2 separate regions of the Sus scrofa genome follow, and region 1 is linked to region 2. A link is a contact called in public Hi-C data. All regions are on one chromosome and are shown on one strand. Each heading gives the region's core, a stretch centred on a gene start, on an enhancer-like site or on the middle of the called end of the contact. The rest is flanking DNA. Distances are from core to core; before and after follow the strand shown.

Evidence for each region. A called contact is a pair of places that touch in the nucleus more often than the background predicts.
Region 1: a Hi-C map of liver shows a contact between it and region 2, with 6 times the contacts expected there. The contact joins two enhancer-like sites. A contact is called at or near these places in 2 of 5 promoter capture datasets (fetal skeletal muscle and liver), 25 of 47 Hi-C or Micro-C datasets (adipose tissue, alveolar macrophages, brain and 14 more) and 1 of 2 datasets of contacts at active chromatin or transcription factors (skeletal muscle).

Annotation. Positions count from the first base shown.
Region 1 is chr15:66,048,794-66,055,258 of Sscrofa11.1, forward strand. All of the region lies in intron 3 of TANC1 (protein TANC1), which reads left to right. Among named protein-coding and RNA genes, the nearest start is that of TANC1, 130 kb to the left of the region's middle. Within about 2 kb of position 2,123, at least 2 of the 83 cell types and tissues checked have an H3K27ac peak or open chromatin away from gene starts, as enhancers often do.
Region 2 is chr15:65,852,819-65,859,884 of Sscrofa11.1, forward strand. LOC110256997 (a long non-coding RNA gene) reads left to right here. Exons shown (of 3, transcript XR_002339107.1): 3 at 4,434-6,289. Among named protein-coding and RNA genes, the nearest start is that of DAPL1, 60 kb to the left of the region's middle. Within about 2 kb of position 3,528, at least 12 of the 83 cell types and tissues checked have an H3K27ac peak or open chromatin away from gene starts, as enhancers often do.

The DNA of each region.
Region 1 (6,465 bases), core at 873-3,372, 190 kb after region 2:
AACTTTGAGTATCTTAAACCTCGCATGCTCTGCAGAGAGCCTTGCTTGTGAAAACACCAGGGAGTCGGAAGTGCAGGGCTGCACTCGCCTCGCTGGCTTTCTGGGAGGAGGAAGGATCTCAAGACATGGCATCTTAGGCAGATGCTGGGAAGTTCGAGTGTGTTAAGGAATGATGGTGTCTGTCAGCTTCTGGAAATAGGGTAATTGACCATGGAGCACAATAAACAAACTCTGTTAAAGGCCAGATTGTAAACATTTTAGGCTTTGAGGGCCATATGGACTGGGTTGTTGTAACCACTCACCTCTCACTCTAGCACATCTCAGCCATAGACAGTTCATACATGAGTGGTCAAGGCCATGTTCCACTAACATTTTATTTACAAAAATGTGCAAGGGATCAGATTTAACTCCTAGACCAAAAGTTTGCCAACCAAACTTTTACCTTGGAGGGAAAGGACAAGGTGAATGCAAAGTTAGTATTTATTCAGTACTTACCACATATTGACCCTTTGTAAAGGTTTTTAACCCTTAATGTAGGCATTAGTCCCACTTATAGTTGATGGAGAGACTCAAGAGTTTAGACAACTTGCCTGGAGGTTACACTGCAACTTAGTGACTGACTGGGATTTGAACTTCATTGCACCTGATTCCAAAGCTGAGGCATCTCCACGTCACTTTAGTTGTTGTCCAGAACATTAGCCTTCAGTCAGATCCCCCTCAAAAGGTACACATTGCACAGAAGCCGTCAAGCTCTGCATTCCCACTGCTGTCCTTCACACGACCTTCAGTGAAGCAGCACTCTTCTGCTTCACCTTTGTACTTGTTTGCCAGGGCTGCCATGGCAAAGTATGATAGAGTAGGTGGCTGAAACAACAGAAATTCATTTTCTCATGGGTCTGGAGGCTGGAAGGCCAAGATCAAGGTGCTGACATGTTTAGTTTCTTTCTCCTGCAGCCTCTGTCCTTGGCTTCCAGATGGCCACCTTCCCCCTGTGTCTTTCCTCTGTCTCTGCATCCCTGGGATCTCTTTGACCAAATTTCCTCTCGAAGGGCACCACTCAGACTGGATTAGGGTCCACTTCTATGGCCTCGTTTTTAACTTAATTACCTCTTTAAAGGCCTGGTTGCTGAGTACATCACATGGAACACCTTCAGCCTGTAAGGACCCTCTTCTTCTGTGGCAGATATCAAGGGATTGTTGGGAACACAGCCTAAATTCCTTAATACAGAAGCTAAAGGCAATCTCCTGTGTGTGAAGGCTACGTGAGTTACCATTTAGCCTTAAATAAAAATGCATATTTTTTAAAAGTTTATTTTAGAACAGTTTTAGATTTATAGAAAAGTCGTGAAGATAGTTCAGAGTTTGCACATGCTACCACATACCCATTTTCTTTTATAATTTACATGGTACATCAGAATGCTACATTGTTACAACTAGTGATCTCATACTGATACATTGTTATTAACCAAAGTCTATGCTTCCTCTTTCTTCAGTTTATAACCTAATATTCAGGATCGTATTCTGGATACCGCATTGCGTTTATTTGTCATGTCTCCTTAGGCTCCTGTTGGCTGTGGCAGTTTCTCAGACTTTCCTCGGTTTTGATGACCTTGGCCGTTGTGAGGTTACTGTTCCAGCATTCTGTAGGACACCCTTCTTTTGGAATCTGTCCAATGCTTCACATGATTAGACTGAAGCTAAGGGGTTTGGGGGAGGAAGACCACAGAGGTATAAAGCACTATTTATAGCGCATCATGTGGATGTGATACTTCAACATAACTTAGCTCAGTTTTTGTTAACTTGGTCACCTGGCCAAGGTAACAGTTGCCAGGTATCTCCACAGTGAAGTCACTCTATCCCACGTCCCTCTCCATACTCTCTGGAGGGAGGTCACTATGCACAGCCCACCGTGAAGGGTGAGGTGTCAGGCTCTCCTCCTTGAGAGTGGAGAATGCACATAAATTATTTGGAATTTTTCTACCTGGGAGAGTCTTCTCTTCTTTCTCACTTATTTGTATCAGTATAACTTCAGAGGTCGATGACATTCAAGTGTTGTACTGTGAGGCACCTGCCATGGGCCCTTGCATGTTACCTTGCATGTTGCCCTGCATGTTACCTTGTTGGCTCTTAGTGACGCTGACCAGCCTTTGCTGGGTGAGTATGTCCCAGTTCTCAGTTCTCTTAGGTCCAGCCTGAAATGGGGGCAGACTGGCTGTAGGATTTTAATTTCTCCATGTAAATTGTTAACCATATGTGTGTGACCTGAGACATTAGATATTAAAATCTGGACCTCCTGCGCCTAACTGCTCATGAGTACAAGCATTACTATCTTCATGGTGAAGAAACACTCTTCTGCATTTTGTCTGAAATTAGCATTGAAGCGGCGCCACCGTGTGGTATGTGCATAGGGATTGCTGTTTCCTAGAAACAATTTCTGAGGAATTCTGCCTCTCTCCTGACCCTATTATCTAGTAGCTAAAATACTTTAAGAAAAAAAAAATGTCAAGTTCTTAAAAGAGAGGCTGCATTCTGACTTTGCCTTTATACACGACTGGGTTTGCATAAAAAGTGAACACTTTAAAGTTAAAATTCCCAGTAGTTGTTTTGTTTTTGCATACCGTTAACTTTTAATGTGTTTCTTTTTCTTTCTTTCTTTCTTTTCTTTTCTTTCTTTTTTTTTTTTTTTGGTATTTTTGCCTCTTCTAGGGCCGCTCCCATGGCATGTGGAGGTTCCCAGGCTAGGGGTCTAATCGGAGCTGTAGCTGCCGGCCTGCGCCACAGCCACAGCAACTGGGGATCTACAACCTACACCACAGCTCACAGCAACGCCAAATCCCCAACCCACTGAGCAAGGCCAGGGATCGAACTCACAACCTCATGGTTCTTAGTCGGATTTGTTAACCACTGAGCCACAACGGGAACCCCTAATGTGTTTCTTAAAGTGAGCTTTTTTCTGATTATTCACAGTTGTTTAATAGCTGGATATAAAAATGCAACAGGTTGAAACCCAGAACTTCTAGATTATTCACTCTGATTATTCACAGTTGTTTAATAGCTGGATATAAAAGTGCAACAGGTTGAAACCCAGAACTTCTAGATTATTCACTCTGATTATTCACAGTTGTTTAATAGCTGGATATAAAAATGCAACAGGTTGAAACCCAGAACTTCTAGATTATTCACTCTGATTATTCACAGTTGTTTAATAGCTGGATATAAAAGTGCAACAGGTTGAAACCCAGAACTTCTAGAGCTTTTCTCTTTGGCTGTAGGTAGGTGGAGGACTTGTTTTAATTGTCCCATTCTTCTTGGGCCAAAAGTTTTCAGAAGTTTAAGCCCTTGTGGAAGGTAGCCAGGACTCCCGCGAGTGCCCACTGTGACATGTGGGAATGAGGGGCTAGTGGGGGATTAGCAGCTCTCTGCCTCCTGGAATGTTTACGTCTGTAGGCCGTGCATCCTCAGAAGGGGAGAGGTGAGAGAGTTGGTGGGATCATTTAAATGTTAGCAAGTGCTGAGCTGGAGATTAGTCTGACAGCCTGAGTTGGTTTTAAAGAAAATCAACAAGCAGTCACTCTTTTTGTTGTATTAAGTCCGTGTGTCACCAAGAACTCTCAATTTAATGCTTATCTAGGTCAGCTTTTGAGAGTGAGGTAAAATTGCCATGGCTTTGATAGATAAAGAAAATTCAGTAAGAATCTGAACTGCAACTGAGCGAATGTGGAAGCCGGCCCCTCTGCTATGTCCTGCACCCAAGGCACTGGTGGAAAGTTGAACGCTGGTGCTGAGAGGGTTGTGAGTGTCTCGGTTGTTACAGGCGATGGCAGATGTGTTGGGAGGAGACGAGCTCTGCCTGTGCCTCTTCATCTGGCTCCTTGTCAGTGATGTCACAGGTCACCTATGTCCTCTGTGAGTGTAATTTGTCCTGTTCCGACTCGAAAGAGATAACAGCAAAGCCCCCAAAATATCGCTTTGCTGCTGTCCCCTTCGGTTTCTGATGTTTTCAAGAGGTATTTCAGATAATGGGAACCACGTGTGTTCAAGTGTGAGCTCCTCTCCGCAGAGGTCAGAGAAGGACGTTTGCCTCAAGCTCACAAGCCCAGCCCACCATGGCTCTCCAGGGCTGTTAGAGACCACTTGTGTGTGTCCTGACACATTGGCCTCTGGCTGCGCACAGCAAGATTACAGGCTGCTCCTGACCTCAGAGATGGTGTCTCAGGGCAGAGTGCCTCCTCTTACAGGTGCCAGGAACACGGAGGAGTGAGTTCTGTGGGGATGCTGACAAGTACACAGTGATGACAGTGAGTACTGCAGTGGCACCTGGAAGGTTCTAGAACTCAGCAGAGGGACCAGAAATGAATGATGGCTAGCTTTGCTGGCCAGCTAGAGGCTGTGGGTAGATTATGTTGGACTTGAAGTTAAGGGTATTTTTTTTCTCCTTCCCTCCTTTCTTCCTGAATTCCTTCCAGGGAGTATTTTGAAAGTAAGAGACTAAGTGACTATACACTGGAGGGGCCATTGTTTTTAAAATGAGCTTTTTGATGTCTGAGAGCAGCATTTTGTCTACAGATGATATGAATTTCAAATTACAGTTCAGTGTGTTGTAGTTAATAATTTTAAACATGGCTTTCCATAGCCTTTAAGTTTAACTTACATTTCTTATGTTTATAATCTAATTTAAAACCATACATTTAAAATAGCTCATACAGCTCAATATAAAAAAAAAACCACAACCCAATAAAAAAATGGGGGTGTTCCAATTGTGGCTTAGTGGTAATGAACACAACTAGTATCCGTGATGACACGGGTTCGATCCCTGGCCCTGCTCAGTGGGTTAAGGATCCAGCATTGCTGTGAGCTCTGGTGTAGGTCACAGATGCAGCTCGGATTCTGTGTTTCAGTGGCTGTGGCATAGGCTGGCAGCTGTAGCTCCAGTTTGATCCCTGGCCTGGGAACTTCCATATGCTGCAGTTGCAGCCCTGATAAAGAGGGGAGACAGAAGACCTGAATAGATATTTCTTCAAAGAAGACTTTCAGATGGCAAACAGGCACATGAAAAGATGCTTAACATCACTAATTGTTAGAGAAATGCAAATCAAAACCATAATGAGCTATCCCTATATTATACCCAATATATTATAATAACCTTTATTGGAGTATAATCTGTAAGAAACCTGAATTACCATGCTATATGCCTGAAACTAACATGATACTGTAAATCAGCTATATTTCAATTTAAAAATAATAAAAATTAAAAATATATTTAAAAAATTTTACTTAAATTTATTTAAACATTACCCATTTTAAATAGGAATCACAAAGTTAGATACTCTGATATGCTACATTTTTAAGACATTAAAATTTTTCTACTAGACATATTCCCTCATTATGCCCAGTGGTGGCAAACTTCATCCTAACTGTAAAGAGAGGTTGGGGCCAGTAATTCAAGATCACGGTTAGGATTAAGTTTGGCTTCTTGTTGAAAACCAAACAAACAAACTAAATATCTAATTGCTTAAACAAGAATGTCTTTTTCTCTCTAGTTAACAGTCCAGAGGTGGGTGGCTCAGGGTCTTGATGACTTCAGTGTATGGTCAGGGAACCAGCCTCCTAGCTTGGTGCTCACCATCGGTATTAGTTTCCTGCAGCTGCTGAAACAAGTTACACAGACTTAGTGGCCCTCAACAACAGAATTTTATTCCCTCACACTTCTGGAGATGGAAAGTGAGAAATAAAGGTATCAGCAGAACTGCACCGACTCTGGGAGCTCTGGGGCAATCTGTTCCTTGGCTCTTCCGGCTCCTGATGGCTCTAAGTATTCCTTGGTGTGTGGCTGCATCATTCCATTCCCATCTCACATGGCCTTCTTTGTGTGTGGGGATCTCATCTCCCTCTGCCTTTCTTTTATAAGGATACTTGGAATGGTACTGTGGGCCCACCTGGGCAATCCTAATCCTTCATTGCAAAATCCTTAGCCACAGCCGCACAGACCATTTTTCCAAATGAAGTAACATACAGACAGGTTCTAGGGATTAGGTCCTGGACATACCTTTGAGAGCCATTATTAGTTTACTGCACCCTCTTACCACAAGGTCACCTCAAGGTTCAGCATGAGAGTTAGAGTACCTGCTGGCATGTCAACAGTTCTGTCAAGAGGAAGAAAGAGAGAAGAGCAAAAAGGGGCCTCTCCCAGCGGGGTTGTTGGCTCCCTTTGAAGAGTCTTTCTTGAAATCCCACCCAACACTCGATTTCCTCTCAGTGGCTGCCAAGGAGGCTAGAAAATGCAGTCTCTTATTCATTTAATGTGCTGTGCTGCTAAAGTATAACTTTCAAAAAGGCAGAAATAGGACATGCAAATATAAAAAGGTCATGTGTCTACAATTTTATTTAGCTCATTCATTAAGTCAGGAACAAGCAAGATGTTCCTACCAGTTGAAACAAGAATGTAGATTTATGTTCTGTGCCAGA
Region 2 (7,066 bases), core at 2,278-4,777:
TAAATAATTGTGATAGCCAGAAAAGTGCAAACAATATTCATTTTACTTTGCCAACCTTTGCATATATTGAGAAATGAAATCGTCTGCAGTCACACAGGTTACACTCTGCATTTACATGACTTTACTCTTGTTTATTTACCAGAAAATTCTTGATCAGGAAGGTAAAGTTGAATTTCCTGAAAAATCAGTTAGTCTAAACAATACGCTATCAATTTGCACTTAGTGGAGTGTCTTAGTTTGGGCTGCTATAAAAAAATACTGTAGATATTTTTAAAATACTAAGTGGCTTAAAAGAAAGACATTTGTTTTCTCACAGTTCTGGAGGCTGGGAAGTCCAGGGGAAAAGTGCTGACAGATTAGGTTCTTGGCAAGGGCCCTTTTCCTGGCTTGTAGACAGCCCCCTTCTCACTGTGTGTGCTTGTGGCCTCAGTGTGTGCACACAGAGAAAGAGAAGGTTCTGGTGTCTCTTCCTCTTCTGCTCTCCTTTTTTTTTTTTTTTTTTTTTTTGTCTTTTTAGGGCCACACCTCGGCATATGGAAGTTTCTAGGCTAGGAGTTGAATCGAACCTACAGCTGCTGGCCTACCCCACAGCCACAGCAATGCCAAATCCAAGCTGCATCTGCAACTTATACCACAGCTCATAGCAGCGCTGGATCCTTAACCCACTCAGCAGAGCCAGGGATTGATCCTGTGTCCTTATGGATACTAGTCAGATTCGTTACTACTGAGCCATGATGGGAACGCCTCTCTTCCTCTTCTTCTTAGGATAATAATCCTGTTGTGGGGGCTCTACTCTCATGACCTCATTTAAACCTAATCACGTCCCCAAAGCTCCACCTCCAGATATCATCACAGTGGAGAGTAAGACTTTAACAAATGAATTTTGCGGGGCATACTCAGTCTATATAACATTGGGTAAGTAGTTACCGATCTGTTTCTGCAATAGCAATAGTTAACTGTTCTACCAATTGATTGTTTACTTTTTGAAAACACTTCAAAATCCTAACTCGACTGTATTAACCAATACGAAATTATAATATCATGAACTTTGTCCAATTCCAATCCAGACTGACCTTGAAAGACCTACCTTAAACCAGACCCCAGACACCTTAAAAATATCCCATTTCTGACCTCACTTTTCAGAGATGCTACTAAGACTTTGTCAAGACAATGACCTCCACAGGGCATCAACTGAGGTCCATAGAAAACAGTAAAGCAATTTTTTAGTAAAAATAAAAATTATAGGACACAAGAGAAAACATCTAATGGATTTTTGAAAAGAAGACTAAAATTTATGCCTCCATTTGGTGTGTTTCAGAAATGAATATTATTAGTTTCTATTTCTGAGCCTTCACTTCTGCAAATTTGTCAATGAGTGTCAAAATCAACCTTCTTCCCAGATTTAATAGACGGCATAGCTGTCTCCACTCATACTGTTTAAGCAAGGAACATTTTAAATTATTTTAAATTTGACAGTCTTCTTTCAAATGAAGCAATACATATACAAAGAGTTAGAAGAAAACTTAACTATAAGGCTGAGATCAGCAGAGATTTATAATAATCCTATTTCTCAAAAATCCCAGAGATTGCAATATTGTCTATGTCTTTGTTTCCTCGGGGTAAATAGTGGCAGTTTTCAAATGTGTCTGTGGTCCCCCCACCCCCCAAAAAAGTCCCTTAGAATATATACCAAAAGAATCACCATAAATTTCTACTGTATTTGGTTTAATCTTCCCAAATTTTTCTTCTGCAAAAATTAGAGAAAGTTGCTGAGTGATAGAGAACACGGGCTTGCATTTGATCTTTTATTTGAGAATGAGGGTCCAGTTCTTAGTGAAAATGATTGAAACATTTAAACATTGTCCTCTTGATTACTTCTGGCAATGTAAGACCAGTCTTTTGCTGTTTCTCCCAACATTACTCTGTGAATGTCCATTTTCCTTATGCTCTATTTTTGCAGAGTTAATGGTATTCTCCACAATTTCTACATGCCAGCCTTCAATGAACAATTCTAAAGTATAGCATTTTACTGTATGTTGTTCTAGGTTGATTCTGGCAGTTTGCAAATATGTCTGGTTATAGAGAATGACAGAATTAAAGTTATTGAATTTTGTTTATCTTTATAATCACTGTGTTATCACTGATTCTTTCAAATCTACAGTTTGACTCAGGAATATGTGGGTCAGCTATACCCAAATTGAGGCTTAATGATTCCAATTTATCATGAACTTACTCTTGAAAAAAAGCTGGTAGCTTAGTCGGCCTGTGTCATAGGCCAACTGCATAACTGGAAATTCTCCAGATTAACTTCTATAATAAAGAACACAATGTTTATGAGAGGATAAGTAACACAAATGTGTTCATTGCAAATGTGTATGTGTGATTAAAACGAAAAGAAATCAAAGTAGTTGTTTAGAATTTAGACCAAAAAAAAATTTTAGAATTATGTTATCATTCTCAGTGTTTAAAATTGCCAGCTGGGGAGTTCCCGTCATGGCACAGCAGAAACAAATCCTACTAGGAACCATGAGGTTGTGGGTTCCACCATGGCCTCGCTCAGTGGGTTAAGGATCCGGCATTGCCGTGAGCTGTGGTTTATGTCGCAGACACAGCTCGGATCTGGCATTGTTGTGGCTGTGGTATATAGCCTGGCAGCTGTAGCTCCAATTAGACCCCTAGTCTGGGAACCTCCATAGGCCACAGGTGCAGCCCTAAAAAGCAAAATAAAATAAAATAAAATAAAATAAAATAAAATAGCCAGCTAATGGTGATAATAAAAAGCAGGCCATTTTGAAGTTGGTTGTATTGTTTTAAAATTCTCTTTAAATGGTGTATCTTTTATGTGTACCAAGGAAAGATTGTTCCCACTGCCCTTCCACCTCCTAAGGTCACCCAGAGTTGGAGACTGGGGGATAAGAGAGGCTTGAGTAAGGCTGTGATGTACTCATGTAGCAGGATTTCCTCTTAAACAGACCACCAGGGAAGGAGACCCTATACCTGGCTGGAGAATATTCTGGTTAATCTAAGATTTTGTGTTAATTCAGAACCCCTTGCTTGTGATTGGGTTGAAATGATAGCTCAAGAGCTGTCGTGAGGCTTTCAAAGACATCAGTGTACTCCAAACATTGTCTATAGCTAAGACTTGTAAATTATTAATAAATCACACACATTTATGTATATATGTATCTATGTGAACATATAGGTACATATAACTATACATTGGAAACAGGATGATGCATACACACAAACACACACATATACACACACGTATGCATGCATATCTTATCTGCATGTATATCTATACTCTTGACATTAATAAAAATATATCCACATAAAGAGGTACTTAATTCATAGTAGCTTTTTGTCTTTACGTATTTTTCTTAGTCAGAAAATACTGAAAGTACAAATACTATCAATTCATGTTCATGACTTACATTTATGTTTCAAAGGAATCCTCTTAACAGACCTCATTCTATTTCTTTGTCATCAAATTGCCGTATCATCAGAATTTTCTATGAACCACTAGAGGGTAGTATAAACCAGCAAAAAAATCCAACCATCCAGCTGGCTGCAAAATAATCCTGAGACTACCTAAGCAATGAAGGGCAGCCATTTCCTTAGAATAACCGATTAAGGCCAGGCAATTCGGATCCCATCTTTTCAGAGTTCAAAATGAAAATACTTGTATTAACTCCTATAAGAAATATGTATATTCTAACCAGTAGAACAAACTTAGACATTAAGTGCTCAAAGTCTAGGATCAGAGTGACAGGGTTTAAATCTGACCTCCACCCTTGATAGCAGTGTCACCTTGGGCAAGTTTTTTACCACTTTATTTCCTTATCTGCAAAGTGATAATAATAGCACAGAACAGTGCTGCCTAGCACACGGTGGGCATGCTCCATAATGTTAGCTTTTATCAGAGGTTAAGCTCTCAGGCTCTGGATTTACACTGCCTGGATTCAAATACTAGATCTACCAAGCTAAATAAATAACTCCGTAACTTTGGGCAAATTATTTTTCTCAACCTCGGTGTCCTCATCTATAAAATGGGGCTAATAATAATACCAACTCCAAGATAGGCACATCGACACTTGATACCGTGCCTGGCACAGAGTAAAATGTAATATATGCTGATTGTTAGTATGATTTTTAATATTCTTTTTATAATTCTAATGATATTATTATTAGACATGTGATGAAAAATTTAGCACTGATGTTTGTACATATTTGAGAAATAGCAACATGGAGTACATTTCCTGATGCTTGTTGAAGCGAGGCAGGCTCCTGACCACAGACGACTCACCACTGTTTTAAACTTTCGCCTCTACCAGAAAACTAAATGGAAGGTTGTGCAATGAGGTGGAGAATTTGAACTTTGTCAACAATGTGCCCAATGCATGCCTCTTTAAAACTTGCTTTCTTTTTGGAAGGAGCTGCTTTCTTTGGATCATCCAAAAACTTTGAGTTTCTGCTCTGAGACTGCACACAAGGTATCAGCCCTCGTGTATTTCTGGAGAGACTTTAACAGATCAAAGGGAGCGTCTGCTTTCTCCCCAAGCACATGTCTGCCGGGAGCCCTGCTTGTTGTGGAGCAAAGATGGCTCAGCTCTGGCAGCCCAGTTTATATCCTTCTGACTCTGTGGAGAAACTTGCCTTTTTAAAAAAAAAAATCAAACTTCAGAAGGATCCAAAAACATCATCAGTCATTGTAAAAAGGGTTTTATTATATCTGCCAGAAGAGTTTGATGGTGTTGGACTGTTGATTAGTATGTCGTCTCCTTTAGTAATCCAAAAAAAAGTTGTTAATATTGGCAACAAAAACGAATTGGTTTCACGAGCTTACCAGCAGTTTTGGAGGATTTATAGTTTGTCAGAATGAACCAAGAAGGCAAACTGCTTTGGCTGGGCTGCAATCCCCAAGTTGCCAGCCAATCTGATCAATTTGGGACAGTGAATTGACTTCCCTGTCAGTTTTGCTCAATCTCAGCTCTGAACTTCCTGTTTCACTGGACACCATCGCAGCTCAAATCAACCCTGTTGTGGACAGAACTCCAGTGGTGACATCTTGGAAAGATGGAGAAAATGGCAGGATTGACTACTCTAAGCCCTGGATCACTTCCAGAAGACAACTTCTGCATGCAAGCCAACGACTCTATTTTCACCAAGTTAAAAGTTCAAAAGACTTGCCCGGAAAGTCAGAACTTCTGTAGCTGGACAACTGGTGTTCCAGTGTGATCATGTCTGGCCTTTCAATGTAAAAACTGAAGCACTTTGTAAAACCTGAAAACAGTTTAAGACATTAAAAAGATAGATGCCTCCCCCACCAAAAAAGGAATTTTCATGCACTGTAGAAACCATTCAGAGGCAAAACATCACATCCTAATGAATATAATAGGGTCTTGCATCCCCCTCTTATTTGAACACAACTCTCATTGACTTAAAAGTGACATTTCCAAACGGGCTGCAAGAATGATTTGTCCCCTAGACAAAGCAGACTGCATTTGTTCTGGTAGAATGGCTTCTCTTCTTTGTCTCCGGATAATTTGATACAGCATTCATTCATTCGAGTGTGACTCTCATTTGAAAATTTTCTCAATGAGACCATTTAAAAAATATTTTTTAATCTGGAGCTTTCATGACTTCCTCTAAGGCTTCTTTCAGCCTTTAGCCTTGTCCCTGTTAACTTAATAGAACTGGCAAACATTGACATTTTGAAATAAAATTTTTCACAGTAAATTTCAATGCAAAACTGATCATTTCCCCTTAAAACTTTGTTTGGGCTATGCATGTGCAGATTGCGCCTAGTTTTAGGACTAATGATTTTCTGAGTACTGCAAGATGTTTTTTCCCCCAGATAAAATAGGTTATCAGCCTTCAAACATGGAAGAGGTCAATTAAATGACATCTAGTGTCTTTCACACGCCTGAGGCTATTTTAAGAGGAGAAGCAAATCTCTGTGCATTTAAAAACAGTGCCATGGAAACAGTGCCAAGAGCTGCAGGTAACATTATTTCTCTCCTGGGAAAAGTGCACCACTGGGGGCCGGTCTCCTTTCTACCCACCTTCTCCAGTCTTCTGCACTTCCTGGCCCTTTAGGTCAGAATTCCCATAAATTTCAGAGAACTGCCGTTTTCTCACAGCAGAGGTGAGATGGGGAAGAGGAGACCCCAAATCACATCTTCATTAACTCAAACAAAGCAGCCTTGCAGGGTTTACAGTTTAAGCCTATGAATCTTCTCCGTGATGGTTCCCATGTCTCTCAGAATAAACAATGTGGAAAGAAAAATATTATGGTCTCTATTTGCGGTATTTTGTTCTGAAAATAACTGTGCAGGAGAGGTGACCTAGTGGCACATGCCTGAGCCAATCTCTCTGATGTCACTTTCACAATTGCCTGTCTCTAATCAACAACCAGCTCCCCCGTTACCGCAATACCTGTGTGCACAAAAGAAAGCCAAAATTAGAAGGACTCTTTCACACTAAAGGTAAGATGCAGGTCAAATTTAGGACTCACCAGAAGGCAGTCTGGAGGAGGTTGTGCTTTTCATTCAACTTCTGTTTTCAGCCTATGACTAGAGTTTAAATGAGTCATCAGTGTTTAAAGTCAGTGTGGCCCTTTAAGACATAAATAACGGAGACCATCAATGAGTTGTTAAATATCAAAGAGGTTACTATTACTTCCTAAATTTCCCCTGGAGGGAGAAGTGAGTGATCAAATTCAGAAACACTTCATTTGATAAAGCTAAATTCGGTCCTTCTTCTCGCTAATCTCCTCCTGAGAGTTTGCTTTTTACTTGAGCAAATTAACTGAGGGTGAACAATGATCAAAAGAAAAACTTACCAAGAGCCAACTCCATAAATCGCTGGTGAGACTGAAACACAGATCAGAAAAAAAGAAATTTTCTTTAGTCAGAGATCAGAAGTGAAAGGCACAGATAGAAGCATGAGATATCTGCTATAAATAAATAGAAAACAGCAAACGGGGCTAAGTCACGATCAGAAGACGGGTGCAGGGCAGCTCCTCAGAGCCCTCTTCCTGTACCTTTCCCGCAGGTGGAGCCTA